2 separate regions of the Mus musculus genome follow, and region 2 is linked to region 1. A link is a contact called in public HiChIP or PLAC-seq data. All regions are on one chromosome and are shown on one strand. The core of a region is the stretch at or near the end of the contact, and the rest is flanking DNA. Distances in the headings are between cores, read along the strand shown.

Region 1 (7,015 bases), core at 3,527-6,026:
TTCCCCTACTCCAAGAGAGCTGACTTAAAAATAAGAAAATAAAGGTATCATTTTCCAGAGCCCAGAAATTGTTATTTTAGTGCCTGTCTCTAACATATCTATGTGGGTTTTGTTGTTGTTTGGTTTTACTTAATGACATCATGGTAACACCTTAGGGAAGTTCCAGAGCTGAGGACACTATTTGCTTTTCTTCTAAGATGTTTCTGTATTTCTTTTACTAATAGAAATCTGTCCCAGAGGTCAACTCCAAAATCAAAATTGAGTTGCTGGAAAACGAATTCCAATTCGGTAGTATTATTTCATATTGTAGACAAAATGCCACCACTGTTAACACCATCATCCGAAAAGCCCTCATAACAGGGGTGTGCTTTCTAATAAAATTTGGCTGAAAATTCAAGAAATATATACCTCTCCCCAAGAGAAGTAAATGGCCACAACAACATTTGAAAATGATCGTGTTAGAGAGATCAGTTTCTTTCCACAAGCTTCTCTTAGTATTCTGTGCTTGAGGTCTAAGAATCTACAGGGAATAAGAGCAGCTAACATCTCCAAGACTTCCTTGGTCCTAGGATCTTTCACTTGTTCGTGGAGCATCTTGACACTCAAGTGTTCCACCTGCTGTCCTTCGTATCAGTCTAGTCACCGAGTTTTTGGGGCTCTGAGCAAGGTGGCACCTTTTTCAAATCCATCAGCACTGACTCCAGAGTTTTGTTCACAGACTGCCGGCTGCATATCTGCCTGTATTACCGGGACATCCTCGTGAAAGAGCTGACCACGACGAGCCCTGAAGGCTGCCGGATCTCCCACGGACACACCTATGATGTTAGCAACCTGGACCAGGTCCTGTTTCCCTACCCGGACGACAATGGACAGAGGAAGAACATTGAGAAGTTGCTGAGCCACCTGGAGAGGGGACTGGTCCTCTGGATGGCTCCAGATGGGCTTTATGCCAAAAGACTCTGCCAGAGTAGGATCTACTGGGATGGGCCCCTGGCACTGTGCAGCGATCGGCCCAACAAGCTAGAAAGAGACCAGACTTGCAAGCTCTTTGACACACAGCAGTTTCTATCAGGTAACACACCTCACAGTCTGTTAGAATGGAGGTGGTGGTGGGTGCTGGCTATAAAGGTCTCAAATGGCAGTGTCTGCCTACCCCAGACAGAGGTCTTCCTCCTGAGATCTGTGAGCTCATGCAGAAATAGAATTCCTGCCTGATTCATGCCTAGCCTTTGTCTGTTGTGTACTCCCCTGATTAGCAGAGGGCCAGAAAGAGGATCCATATTTGCTGGCCAGGATAGACACTGGTGTGGGTTGATCTCTTAATTTATCATCATTCTTTTCACTCTAGGCTTTTGTTTTGTTTGTTTTGTCAGAATATATGTAGCTCAGGCTGGCCTAGAACTCCTGCCTCGGGATTTTATCTGTACACCAGCACATCTGGCCAATGAATTAAAATGTGGGCTTTCAGCGGCATGTGCCCCACCCCCAGAGAGGTTTCACTGTGTTGGCTCTCTGCTCTCAGCAAGTTTATCTGCTGACACCTCAGCTCTTTAGGGGTTTCTAGAAAAATCAAGAAGGTTAGAAACACCATCTTAACATTTTTGGTTATGAGATGTGTCACCCTTATAAAATTGTCACACTTGCGAGGCAGGACCAAAGCTGAGAATGTAAGGAGCAGATTCAGCGAGGGGGAAATTCGGAGAAGAATTTGGTCTTATCTCTGGCATACGAAGGCTTCTAATCATATTTTCCAGAACCTGTACTTCTTATGGTATGATTTTTGACTTTGGGTAGTTACGTTAGACCAGGGCTGGCTTATATGAAGTCATTAGTCTTGCCACTGGTGGGTACCACCCAGAGGCCTCCCCTAGAAACGTAGCCGAGGATGCCTTTAAGGAAGCAGGCTGCTCTGCTGACTGCTAATTGTCATTCCCTCACCCCATCATATCCTAAGCTTGCTTTCTTCCCAATGCCCTTCCCAAGCAGCTCACAGCTCTGGCTTTCCTGTGCTTTCCTTTTCTTGAACCGGGACTTGCCTTGCTCCTTCTCATCCATGCACACTGTGATGCTTTAAAATGCGTGCACACTAGGATCTGGCTAAATCCACTAATTAGCATGCATATCACCTTGCCTGTCTATCTTTTTTTAATTTGGTAAGAACATTACTTGAAATCTACTCTCGATATTTTTTTAAGCACATGGTCCATTCATTATTAGTCATGAGGATTGGTCCTTGAGCTTGTGTTCAGCAAACTCCTCATGTCTTAGTGACAGTTTATATTCTTTGACCCACAGCTTCCTAGCCACTTCCCACGTGTGGTGACCGCCATTTGGCGCTACTTTTATGAGCTCAACTATTTTGGAGTTCGCAATGCAATGGAGCGTCACGGTCTTTGTCTTTGTGTGCATGGGTAATTTCACTTGGCATGATGTTCTCCAGGCTCATTTGTGTCATTACTAATGACAGGCCTTCCTTCTTTATAAAGGCTAGGGATATTCCACTGGGGTATCTGTATCGTGTCACTTTCTCTTTATCTGTGTATCACTGTGGGTACTTGGGATGATGCCTTGTCTAAGCAGGTCTGACGGGTAACGCTGAGTGGGGGAGTATAGCTGTCTCTCCAAAACCAATTTGCTCTGCCTTGGTTACGTTAGACCAGGGCTGGCTTCTATGAAGTCATTAGCCTTGGGTCTGCACACAGAAGGGGACTGCTGAGTCCTCAATGTGCTGCTTCCTTCTGTTCATTTACAAAGAAGACGACAAGCCCTAGTGTGCTTGGTACTAGTGGTGTTTCCTCAGCCTTTTGAGCTCCAGTGGCCAATATTTGTTTAGGCTCATCCAAATCCTCTTTCGTTTCCAAAAACAAACATGCTCCTTGCTAAATATCCTCCCCTGAGAGGTGGGACACAGAAAAGAGAATCATCTCAGGCTCCAAGGTGTCTCAGGCTCCAAGGCGTCTCTGGCTCCAAGGACTGATGAAGATCCTTGGAGCTGGGTGTGATCTAAGCCTTGGTCAGACAGCCTTTGCCTCTCTTAGAGTGAGTTCTAGTGTTTGTGGTCCAAGGCAAAGAAAAATAACTTCTGGAGATGGATAGGTACACACATCCTATATCTGCCCTGGGGTCTGGAAGTCCTATGTGCCCTCCAGAAGGCTACCACTCACTCCCTGCTTGATTAAGGTAGCTCAGAATAGTGACAATTGCCAGCGACAGGGCTTTGAGGTACACTAAGTCTTGGTGTGCCAAAGAGGATCCAATTTGGCAGGAAACAAATGCCAAAACAGAGCAGACACCTTGGACTAGAAATTTGCTTCCTAGGACTTATTAGTTATTAATGAGTAAGGGCTATTTCCCTTTGTTCCCTTCTTCTCTAGTGGGGCCTGTTGTTTTTGCTGTCCACAGTCCCCAAGCCCCACAGAGGCTCAGGGAAGATGACATTGCTGCAGAGAGGCCCAACAGCCTCAGAACCTAAGGATGCCCACCCAATGGTCCGGGAAGAGCAGGCTGAGGTGGGCTTTCTCAGAGAGTCGCATCCCTTGCTATTCTGACCTAGCCCCTCGTAGGTGTCTTCCCGGCCACAGTGCTATGCACTTTATACAGTGTGCCTAAACCCCTGGGTTTGATTTAAATTCTGGAAGAAGAAAGAGAAAGAAATGCAGGAAGTCAGTTCTGTGAGCTTCTAGAAGCAGTTCGGTTGCAGAGAGCAGTGGAAATCTTTGATGTCTACCCATTCTGGATTTGCACCCCACTAGGGACAGTCCCCATAGGCACAGTTGAGAATTCATATCTGATCAGGGCAGAGTCTTCATGCCTGCTCTGTGGAGGCAGCTTTTTAATGTCAGTTCTTTGATGCAGACAAGACCTGGGAACCTAGCTCTGGGAGGAGGAATAAAGGTTAATGCCAGTGAGTGGATGTGGCTTTCTGCTTGTGCTGGGGGAGGAAGCCAAGGCCTTGCACATACAAGGCAAGTGCTCTGCTCCAAGTGGCGATGCCCCCAGCCATGGGCAGGTTTCTTTTCAGCAATCTTGTCTGTTTCATGTCTCTCAGGCAGGACTAGCCTCAGCATGACATCCTTGTCAGAGGGGCTTCATTGGTCCCCTTCTCCCTGTATCATCCTGTCCCCAAAGTGAGATTGAAGCCTACTCTGGTTCTCCAGTTTTGGAGTTTTAGACCTAGTGCCAAGTAGGACACAGCTGCCAACAGCTGGTGAGAGAAACAGATGCTCTTGGTGCCCAGACACCACGTGGCCTCCATGGTTAGCTAGTGAGGTTAAAAAAATAACCCTGGGCCATCAGAACATTGTGACTCTTTACATTAAAATGTCTCCTTGGCCTGTGCTGATTGCTTGACTCAGCATGGCTACTTTTCTTTTTCTTCTTTGTCTTCTTCTCTTTGACCTTGTGCATTTCTGTGAGTGTAGTGCTGCAGACCCAAGTTCTTAAGGTTGGGTCATGTTCCTTAAGAGTAATGAAGTAAAACCAGTGCCAAGTCAGGAGATCATATGTGAACTTGACCATGTGATTTTGTGTCTAGGGTCTGCTCTAAGGGCTGGACTTAGGGGAACAGAGCCCGGGCTCTCCCAAAGCAGACTTCCACGTGACTCTGGCTTTCCGTTCACCCGCTTTACCAGGTGTCTGAACAGTTTGGTTTTTTTTTTTCTTTCTTTCTTGTGGGTTTTCAGAGCTGCAAGTGTTTGCTCACCATGGCCGGCCAGCACCGAGATTCCAGGTGACTCTGTGCTTTGGTGAGGAGTTTCCAGACCCTCAGAGACAGAGGAAGCTCATCACAGCTCATGTGAGTACCTGGTTACATCACCCGTAAATCACACACTGTGGAGCTGTCCCTTTTAGAGAAGTGGCAAGTGACGAGTAAATGTCAGCTCACCTGGGAAAATAGATGTAGACCTTAAAATAGTGCAGGAGGAAGCAGGCTCCAGTGAACACCACAGCTCAGGGAGGCACCCGCAACCTACTTCCAGACAAATTCTGTCACCACCGAATCAGCAGGGCAGATGACTTGGACCCAAGGCTCTGTTTGTTCTGTATTCTTTATTGTTTCATACAGACAGTTACCTGCCCTTTTATAGGAATTTTCAATAGTTGGGACCAAGTACTGCCCTTCGACATCTCTGTTTCTTGTGTGGTTTTAAAGATGCTGTCCTTTCGAGTAGAGTAGCACTTTCTCCCTGGGAGGCTGCCTGTTATGTATTATGCTTCATCGTGCCTCCTAACTTCAGATAGTTCCCAGACCCTCGTTTTGTTGCTGGACTTTAGGGAGTTATTTAACAGTTGGACAAGGGAGGTGGAGGAGGCTGAGTCTTCCCAGGAATCAGGTAGGTCGGTCTATCCTCACAGCTAGGGTTTATTCGGATAATGTTCATCACTCACTTAATAATTAAAAGGTAATTCTGAATACATGATGTTTTTTAATTAGAAAATTTTACTTAATTACATATCTTGAAAAGTATGCAGTGTGGAGTAAAGGTTGTGTCCCAGATAGCCACAATATCTCAGTGCAAATGGGATATTAGCTCTGATGATATCTCTTAGTGGAGACTGAAGACTAGGCATACAGCGCAATGGAAGGCATTTGCTAGGCAGTGGTAAAGCCCTGGGTTCTAAACCCCGCCTAGGATGGGGGTTGGGCACTGATGTTGAACATCCAGCCTCCCTTCTCGGTTGCAAAAAGTAAAATCTAAGAAGCAACAAACGGGCTGGAGAGATGGCTCAGTTGTTAAGAGCACAGGCTGTTCTTCCAGAGGTCCTGAGTTTAATTCCTAGAAACCACATGTGCCTTACAACCATCTGCAGTGAGCTCTAATGCCATCTTCTGGTGTGTTTGAAGACTGCTACAGTGAACTCACATACATATAAATCTTAAAAAAATAAAAGGCAATGAAACTATGATCCTGGCCTTGAGCCTTTTCTCAGTTCTAACTGGTGGTTGATATCAAATGAGACTGCAGATGTGTGGATGAATCTAGCATAGATAAGCAGTATTTTTTTTTTTAAGGTAGTGAGTAAATTCTAGCATAGATCTCATTTTAAGGACTTTGGGTGCAGTGGGGCTCCGCAAAAAGGGAGCAACAATAGTCATATAGGCAAAGGGCCTCAAAATGCTGCCCCGTGGTCCACAGATGGAAAACATACATGGTCACCCATGAACTCTGCTGGTCTCCTTATTACAGACTTAATTCATATGGGTGCTTACAGAGGAATCCTACCAGACATCACATATCAAATAACAAAGAGGCTTGATTTATTGATGATTGGTTGTTACAGAGCACACAGCCTGACTTGGTGAGGCTGGCTTTGACTGGGGATGCAATCGATGCTTATAAACAAACTAGGTCCATCAGAGCCAGCGAGCTGCTGTCTTGTGGCTGGCCAGCTCTGTCTTCTACTTGTGGTTCAGAGTTCTGTCTATTTCACAGTCATCTGGTTCTTCAGGATGAGCCCTTCTGTCAGACTCATGAGCCTCACTTACCCAGCATGTTACTTAGCCTTTTAATTTGGTCATCTCATTCAATAATGTCCAGTTAACTCATTCGCTAAATATCAAATCCAAGAGGTGATTGGTTTCAAAATGCCATATTTATCTTCTATTATAGAATCAAGAGTTCTTTTTCCAGGGTTTTTAATTCCAGGTATTATAAGAGCAAATGAAACTGGTTTTTCAAATGGCTCTGAATGTGAACTGCTTCACTGTGTTATGTTATCCTGTGCAGCTTGTAGGTTTTTACTTAGAGTCCTAGGGTCATTTCATGATGTCCCAATTGTATGGTGTTGAGAAGAATATTCTAGTGATGTCTTTTTTTCTTAAATGTCTTATTAAAGGTGGAACCTCTGCTAGCCAGACAACTGTATTACTTTGCTCAACAAAACACTGGACATTTCCTGAGGGGCTACGAGTTACCTGAACACGTTACCACTCCAGATTACCACCGCTCCCTCCGTCATTCTTCCATCCAAGAGTGAGAAGAAATACTCTGACAGGGCAGCCGGCTGCTGCCCT
Region 2 (6,181 bases), core at 710-3,209, 150 kb before region 1:
AAATACTGGTCCAGAAATCTTTATCAATGATGATGATCAGAAGAAAGTGCCTGTAGAAAAGATATGGAGTCAGTATAGGTAGCTGCCGATGGAAGAACAGATAAAGATAATAGGAACTATACACAGTGGAGTTTTATTCAATTATAAAGAGGAACAAAATCATAAGCAAGAAAATACATGGACTGGAAGTGATCACTCTAAACAAAATAAGTCCCAACTCAGAAAGACATGCATTACACCTCTCATATGTGGAATCTTGACATATATGTGTGTGTTTTGTTTATAAATTATATATAATGATACACACACACACACACACACACACACACCACTTCATGGAGCGCAAAGAACCAACCAGAAAGCTGAGAGAAAGAGAAAAGTGTCTTGGGGCTTATGAATATTAACAAGGTACATAATAAGTATGTGTAAGCATGTTACAATAAAGCCTGCTATTTTGCATACCAATTAAGAATCTTGGAAAAGAAAGTGCCTGTTGCAAACTGTAGAGTTACCTGGGAATCCAGCTCTGCAGAGAGAGAGAGAGAGAGAGAGAGAGAGAGAGAGAGCGAGCCTTGGAGGGGAACAAACGGGATGGAGGTAAAGGCTATCCCTTGTTCTGCCCAAGCACCTAGAATTTGTTTTTTGGTCCAAAGCACTGCTGACCCTTTCCCTCGCCCCTTCTGTTTCTGTGACACTGGATCCTATACCATGGATGGTGCCTGGATAGAAGCAGAAATGTGGAGAGCATTCTCGGATCAGCTTGGGAGCTGGAGCTGCGTTTTTCTGACACACGGACACTTGGGAACACATTCTTCCGAGTTTCCCACTGTCAGTAAGTTGTCTTCCATTCCTTAGCCAGGGACTCATATCTTTCTTCAAAAGTGCCTCCCCCTTCCTTTCTGTGTGGCCTACCCATGTCCACAGTGAACCCAGATAGGCCCAAAAGCAACAGTTCTCACCTTAGAAACCTGGGATGAGTGAGCACCAAGATCTTCCCTTTCATAAACAAAAGTTAAAAGGAAGGAAGAAGAGTTTGGACACTTTCCTAGAACGAGTTGCTTTCCCTCCGAGTGCTCTCTCTCTTCTCTCTCAGTGTCTCTCTCACTCTCACCCCCTCCCCTCAGTAGTTGTTTCCATTTATGCCTCTTTCTCTTTCTGTCTCTCTCAGGCATGTTCTTTCTCTGTCTCTCTCTCTGTCTCTTGGTTTCTCAGTTTTTTTTTTTCCTTCCTGACATCAAAGGGCAGAAAAGAAACTTACCTTGTTTAAACTGACCAGGACCAGGACAGGGTGCCCACCCACACAGAGACAAGTGTGAAGAAGTATGGTTAGTCACTTTACAAAAAGAAACTTCTCACTGGGGAGAACAGAGAGCGAGAGGTCAAATTATTTATACATTTCATATGATAAGAGATGATCAGAGTCTATTAAGCCAGGTGGACAACCAAGGCATTGAAAGGATAACCACAAGCACAACCTCACCAAGCCAGATCTTTGCCCTGTTGGTGCATCTATACCAGGTCCTGGGAATCTGGGTTTCTGAGGAAACTGAAGGATTTTCTGGAAAGAACTGTCATAGGCATATGGAAGCTTGGTTTCTGCCTTGGAAGCCATGTGGACAGAAAGTGCAATGGTCTGGCTTTTCTGAGTCTGGAGCAGGCTTCTCTTTGAGTGTTTTTTTCTCCCTATGGCATAGACACGCCCTCTCAGGTCTGCCTTCTCACCCTCCCCTCATTTCAAGCATGTGCTCATATCCAAGAGCCAAGTTCATTTGAGACCTACTGGCTCTGAGGGGTCACAAGAAGCCTGTTGACTGCTGGTGCCATGGCAACCACTCTCACAGAGTCCAAGGCAACGGAGGCCTGCCTTCCCAGATATACCACTTCTATGTTTTTCTTTTTTGGTAATTTCCTTTGACCCTGAGTTAACTCATCCCCATTCCCATTATCGTTGGACTACAGGTCACCCAGGCTTCAGGCATAACTGTTAAAGGTAGGAAATCGTATGCCTCTGTGGCACTTCGGTGCTTCTAGAAGCTTCTAGAGGGTTATCGGCTTATGTGGCCTTTGCATTACTTTTAAGCTTCTAGCTTCAAAGTTTCACCCTCTTGGGTAACAGTTTCTTCTGATATTGAAACATTCCATCATTCAGGGAGCCTTTTTAAACAGGGAGGTAAGCAACTCAAAAATAGCTTCAGCCCTGAAACTGACCAGATTCACTAGTCTGTGTCAGCATAATAAAAAGCTGAGAGTAACTCTCAGACAGGACAAGCTGCAGAGAAGACTCTGAGACCAGACCAGTTGTCTGGAAGAGATTCAAGTCCAGAGCTACAACCCAACTTACTGAGCTCCCTGCAGACAGGGTGTGCTGTGTGATCCAGGTTCCCAGGGTTATCTATGCTACTGTGGGATTTGGTGATGCAGTTTGTATTTGTGTTTTTTTTTCTGCTCCTGTAATTAACTCCTTCAACCTTATTTCTGTGAATAACCCCCAACAAAACTCACTGGTTCACCAAGTTGGACTTGGTTGGTATTTGTTTTTGGTTTGTCATGAGTTTCCTCTCTGGGGTGAGCAGACTTGTGTGTTGCATCTCCTTGGGACAACTTTTGTCGTACAATACAGCCCTGAACTGGAGGTTTATCATAGAACAAAATACAAATACTCTTTCTTTTGTCCACAGAGCTTGATAAACACCTACCGTGGTTACCACTGCAAACATGCTGCCGAGTATTGATGTTCCCATCCATATTCCATCCTTGTTTCTAACAGGAGGACTTCAGATGGCACACTGCACACTGTCCTTGTGATGGGTGATTCGATGGTTTACCAACTTGTATCCAACATTACTTCGTGAAAGAACAGTTCTAACAATTTTGTAAGATTACCTTATAATTCCTAATTCCTTCCCTACATATGTATAACTCTTGGAATTTTTACTGAATTGATTATAATAGCCATTTTTCCTTTTTTTTTTAAAGTGTCTAGTCACGGCATTTATTCACATATTTTAAAATTAAGAATTATTTCATTTATTTTTATAGGACCTGTGATTATGTTTTTTTATTTTTATTTTATTATTTTTTTAGATTTATTTTTTTCACTTTTTATTGGGTATTTATTTCATTTACATTTCCAATGCTATCCCAAAAGTCCCCCACATGCTTCCCCACCCACTCCCCTACCTACCCACTCCTACTTCTTGGCCCTGGCGTTCCCCTGTACTGAGGCATATAAAGTTTGCACAACCAATGGGCCTCTCTTTCCACTGATGGCCAACTAGGCCATCTTCTGATTCATATGCAGCTAGAGACATGAGCTCCGGGGGGTATTGGTTAGTTCATATTGTTTTTCCACCTATAGGATTGCAGATTCCTTCAGCTCCTTGGGTACTTTCTCTAGCTCCTCCATTGGGGGCCCTGTGATCCATCCAATAGCTGGCTGTGAGCATCCACTTCTGTGTTTGCCAGGCCCCCGACATAGTCTCACAAGAGACAGCCATATCTGGGTCCTTTCAGCAAAATCTTGCTAGTGTGTGCAATGGTGTCAGCATTTGGAGGCTGATTATAAGATAGATCCTCGGATATGGCAGTCTCTAGATGGTCCATCCTTTTGTCTCAGCTCCAAAAGCTCTGTAACTCCTTCCATGGGTGTTTTGTTCCCAATTCTAAGAAGGGGCAAAGTGTCCACACTTTGGTCTTCGTTCTTCTTGAGTTTCATGCGTTTAGCAAATTGTATCTTATATCTTTTAAATGTAATGAAATAAAGTATCTCTCCCCCCTGCTGACTAATTATACGATTGAAGAAGTTGTTAGGCAGGCTGTTAAGGAGGAAAACTTGTAAGAGTTCACCTAACTGTGGACCTTGCATGCTATATTAACTTGCTATGCAGAAAGGGACAACTAGTGCAATAATGACACGACTGTTACAGAGGTAACCACCCACTCTGTGATTGGATTTGAACCCCACAAGAGAGAAGTTGTACTCAGTCCTGTAAACCAGGTCAAAACCAGTGGCTGGAGAGAGGATAGACTATAGGAGAGATGGACTTACTGCCGGTACTTTGATGTTTGCATAGTATGGAGTCACCTTTTAATAATTTTCATAGACAAGTGATATTCCAAGACCTGATAGTCAGAGACTATCCCCTTTATACTGGATGGAAGTGCATGCAGATACTCATGTTTGTTCAAAATGCTGAGAATAAGTGACTGTGAGTTGTGCAACCCTAAAAAGGTATTTATACTACCCTTTCTAAGGCTTGGGGGACATTCCAGAAAATGGGGCAGAAAGAATGTATATTTCAGATGATTGGGAGAAAGCTGTAAAGTGCTGTCTTCTGGGCACAACACAGATATTACACTTATATACCCATAGCATCTCTGGTTGCTAGCACTGTGCCTCCATAAGACTAGTTCATTGTCTTCAACTGCGTACGTGCTGGTAATCTCACCATTCCACATCTGAGGTCATGTGTATGTCCCCAGTTAAGTCCAGTGGGCCACAAAACATAACACAAAGACATGGATGTGAGAAAGGGACTTATGTGTGGGGATGGGGTGGGGTGGTGATGGTAATAGGAAAGAGATAAGAGAGAAGGGAGTGAGAGTAATCACAATCTGCTATACGATGTATGACATTGTCAAATAATAAATTTAACCTTATAAAAATAAAATGTGTATGAGCTAGAAACCTATGGCAATGGAAACTCCCAGAAATCTATGAGGATGACCTTAGCTAAAACCCTTAGCAATGTGGGATATGGAGCCTGAACTGGCTAGCTCCTGTAACCTAATGGAGGAATTGGAACACCAATTCCACAAAACCTTTGACTTACAATTGCCCTGCTTACAAGATGTGCTGGAGTAAAATTGAGGGAACGGCCAACCAGTGAATAATCCAGATTGAGACCAATGCCTGACACTGCTAATGATATTCCGGTATACTTGCAGACAGGAGTCTAGCATAACCATCAGAGAGGCTTCACCCAGCAACTGATGGAAACAGACCCACAGCCAAGCAAATGGAGGAATCCTGTGGCAGAGGGAGAGGAAGAATTGCAGGAGACAGAGAGGTCAAGGAACCCACAGAGTCAACTAACCTGGGCCCATAGGGGCTCACAGAGACTAAATTGCCAACCAGGAAGCAAGTATGCATGAGGCTGACCTAGGCCCTCTGTTACAGTTGTGCAGCTTGGTCTTCATGTGAGACTTCTAACAGTGGGAGCAGAGACTGTCTCTGACTCTGTTGCCTGCCCTTGGGACCCTTTCCTTCTACTGGGCTGCCTCCTCTAGCCTCAATAGGAAAGATACACCCAGACTTATTGCAACTTGATGTGCCAAGGCGGGTTGATAGCAATAGAAATCCTCCCCTTTCTGAAGAGAAATAGAGAAGGCGTGGATGTAGGGAGAGCAGAAGGGAGGATGGCAGGGGGCGGGGAGATGAGAGGGGGAAAGTGCTGTCAGGATGTAAAATGAATAAATTCATTAATTAATACAAAGGTGAAAATGTGTTATATATATGTATACAAACATACACACACACACACGCAAGCTTTATTTTACAGAATTTTTAAATATAGGATTCTCACTATGTAGCCTACCTCAAATGCATGATCCTTCTGCCTCAGCCTCCTAAGGGCTGAGAGTACAGGTGTGTGTATCTTGCCACCATATGTGACTTGATTTTACCCCCTTAAAAAATGTATATAAAAGGAAACCATCACTTAACACATCTAATCACTACCCATAACTCTCCCCTTTCTCATAGTCTTGTCACCTTCTGAGATGGTAATAAATCTAAAACAGCCTTTGATATCACATGTCCTTGATGGCTAACGTGATCCCACAGTAGAAAAAGGACACCAAGCAGGACAAATGTCATCCAGAGAGAGATCTCACTGTGAGAAGTGTGGAAATCTAATCTCTCGGCTACTTGTTTGGTGTCATCAAATTTTCATACTCTCCTCGTGCAAACTTTTGGACTGTGCAGGGCTTTTGAGTTGAGCCACATGAACTTGATATTTTCTAAGTTAAAATAGACAAGCAGCAGCAAATCCAAATAATTCAATGTAGTTTCCCTTTCTTTCAATATATATATACATACACACACACACTACATATTCAATCTCGTCTCTGTATACTTATATATCTTGCCTCCTAGATACTAAATACACATGTGTATGCA

Evidence for each region. HiChIP or PLAC-seq counts read pairs in DNA pulled down with a chosen protein or histone mark.
Region 2: a contact with region 1 is called in a BATF HiChIP or PLAC-seq map of CD8 T cells, with 10 read pairs. The contact joins the promoter of 4930519D14Rik here to the enhancer-like site in region 1. A contact is called at or near these places in 1 of 15 datasets of contacts at CTCF or cohesin (pro-B cells), 7 of 484 Hi-C or Micro-C datasets (B cells, CD8 T cells, Th1 cells and 3 more), 11 of 115 datasets of contacts at active chromatin or transcription factors (CD8 T cells, the SCID.adh cell line, T-cell acute lymphoblastic leukemia and 6 more) and 3 of 9 other capture datasets (adipose tissue, bone marrow-derived macrophages and liver).

Annotation. Positions count from the first base shown.
Region 1 is chr13:30,756,690-30,763,704 of GRCm38.p6, forward strand. It overlaps Irf4 (interferon regulatory factor 4), which reads left to right. Exons shown (of 9, transcript NM_013674.2): 7 at 719-1,072; 8 at 4,683-4,795; 9 at 6,838-7,015. The coding sequence ends at 6,978. Among named protein-coding and RNA genes, the nearest start is that of Irf4, 11 kb to the left of the region's middle. Within about 2 kb of position 4,777, at least 58 of the 459 cell types and tissues checked have an H3K27ac peak or open chromatin away from gene starts, as enhancers often do. A contact at or near this core is called in B cells, CD8 T cells, the SCID.adh cell line and 4 more, where this site is marked.
Region 2 is chr13:30,613,084-30,619,264 of GRCm38.p6, forward strand. 4930519D14Rik (RIKEN cDNA 4930519D14 gene) reads left to right here and starts at 1,960. Exons shown (of 4, transcript NR_045975.1): 1 at 1,960-1,990; 2 at 2,679-2,873. Gm35109 (a long non-coding RNA gene) reads right to left here and starts at 1,792. Exons shown (of 4, transcript XR_001780836.2): 1 at 1,481-1,792; 2 at 1,259-1,355; 3 at 1-50.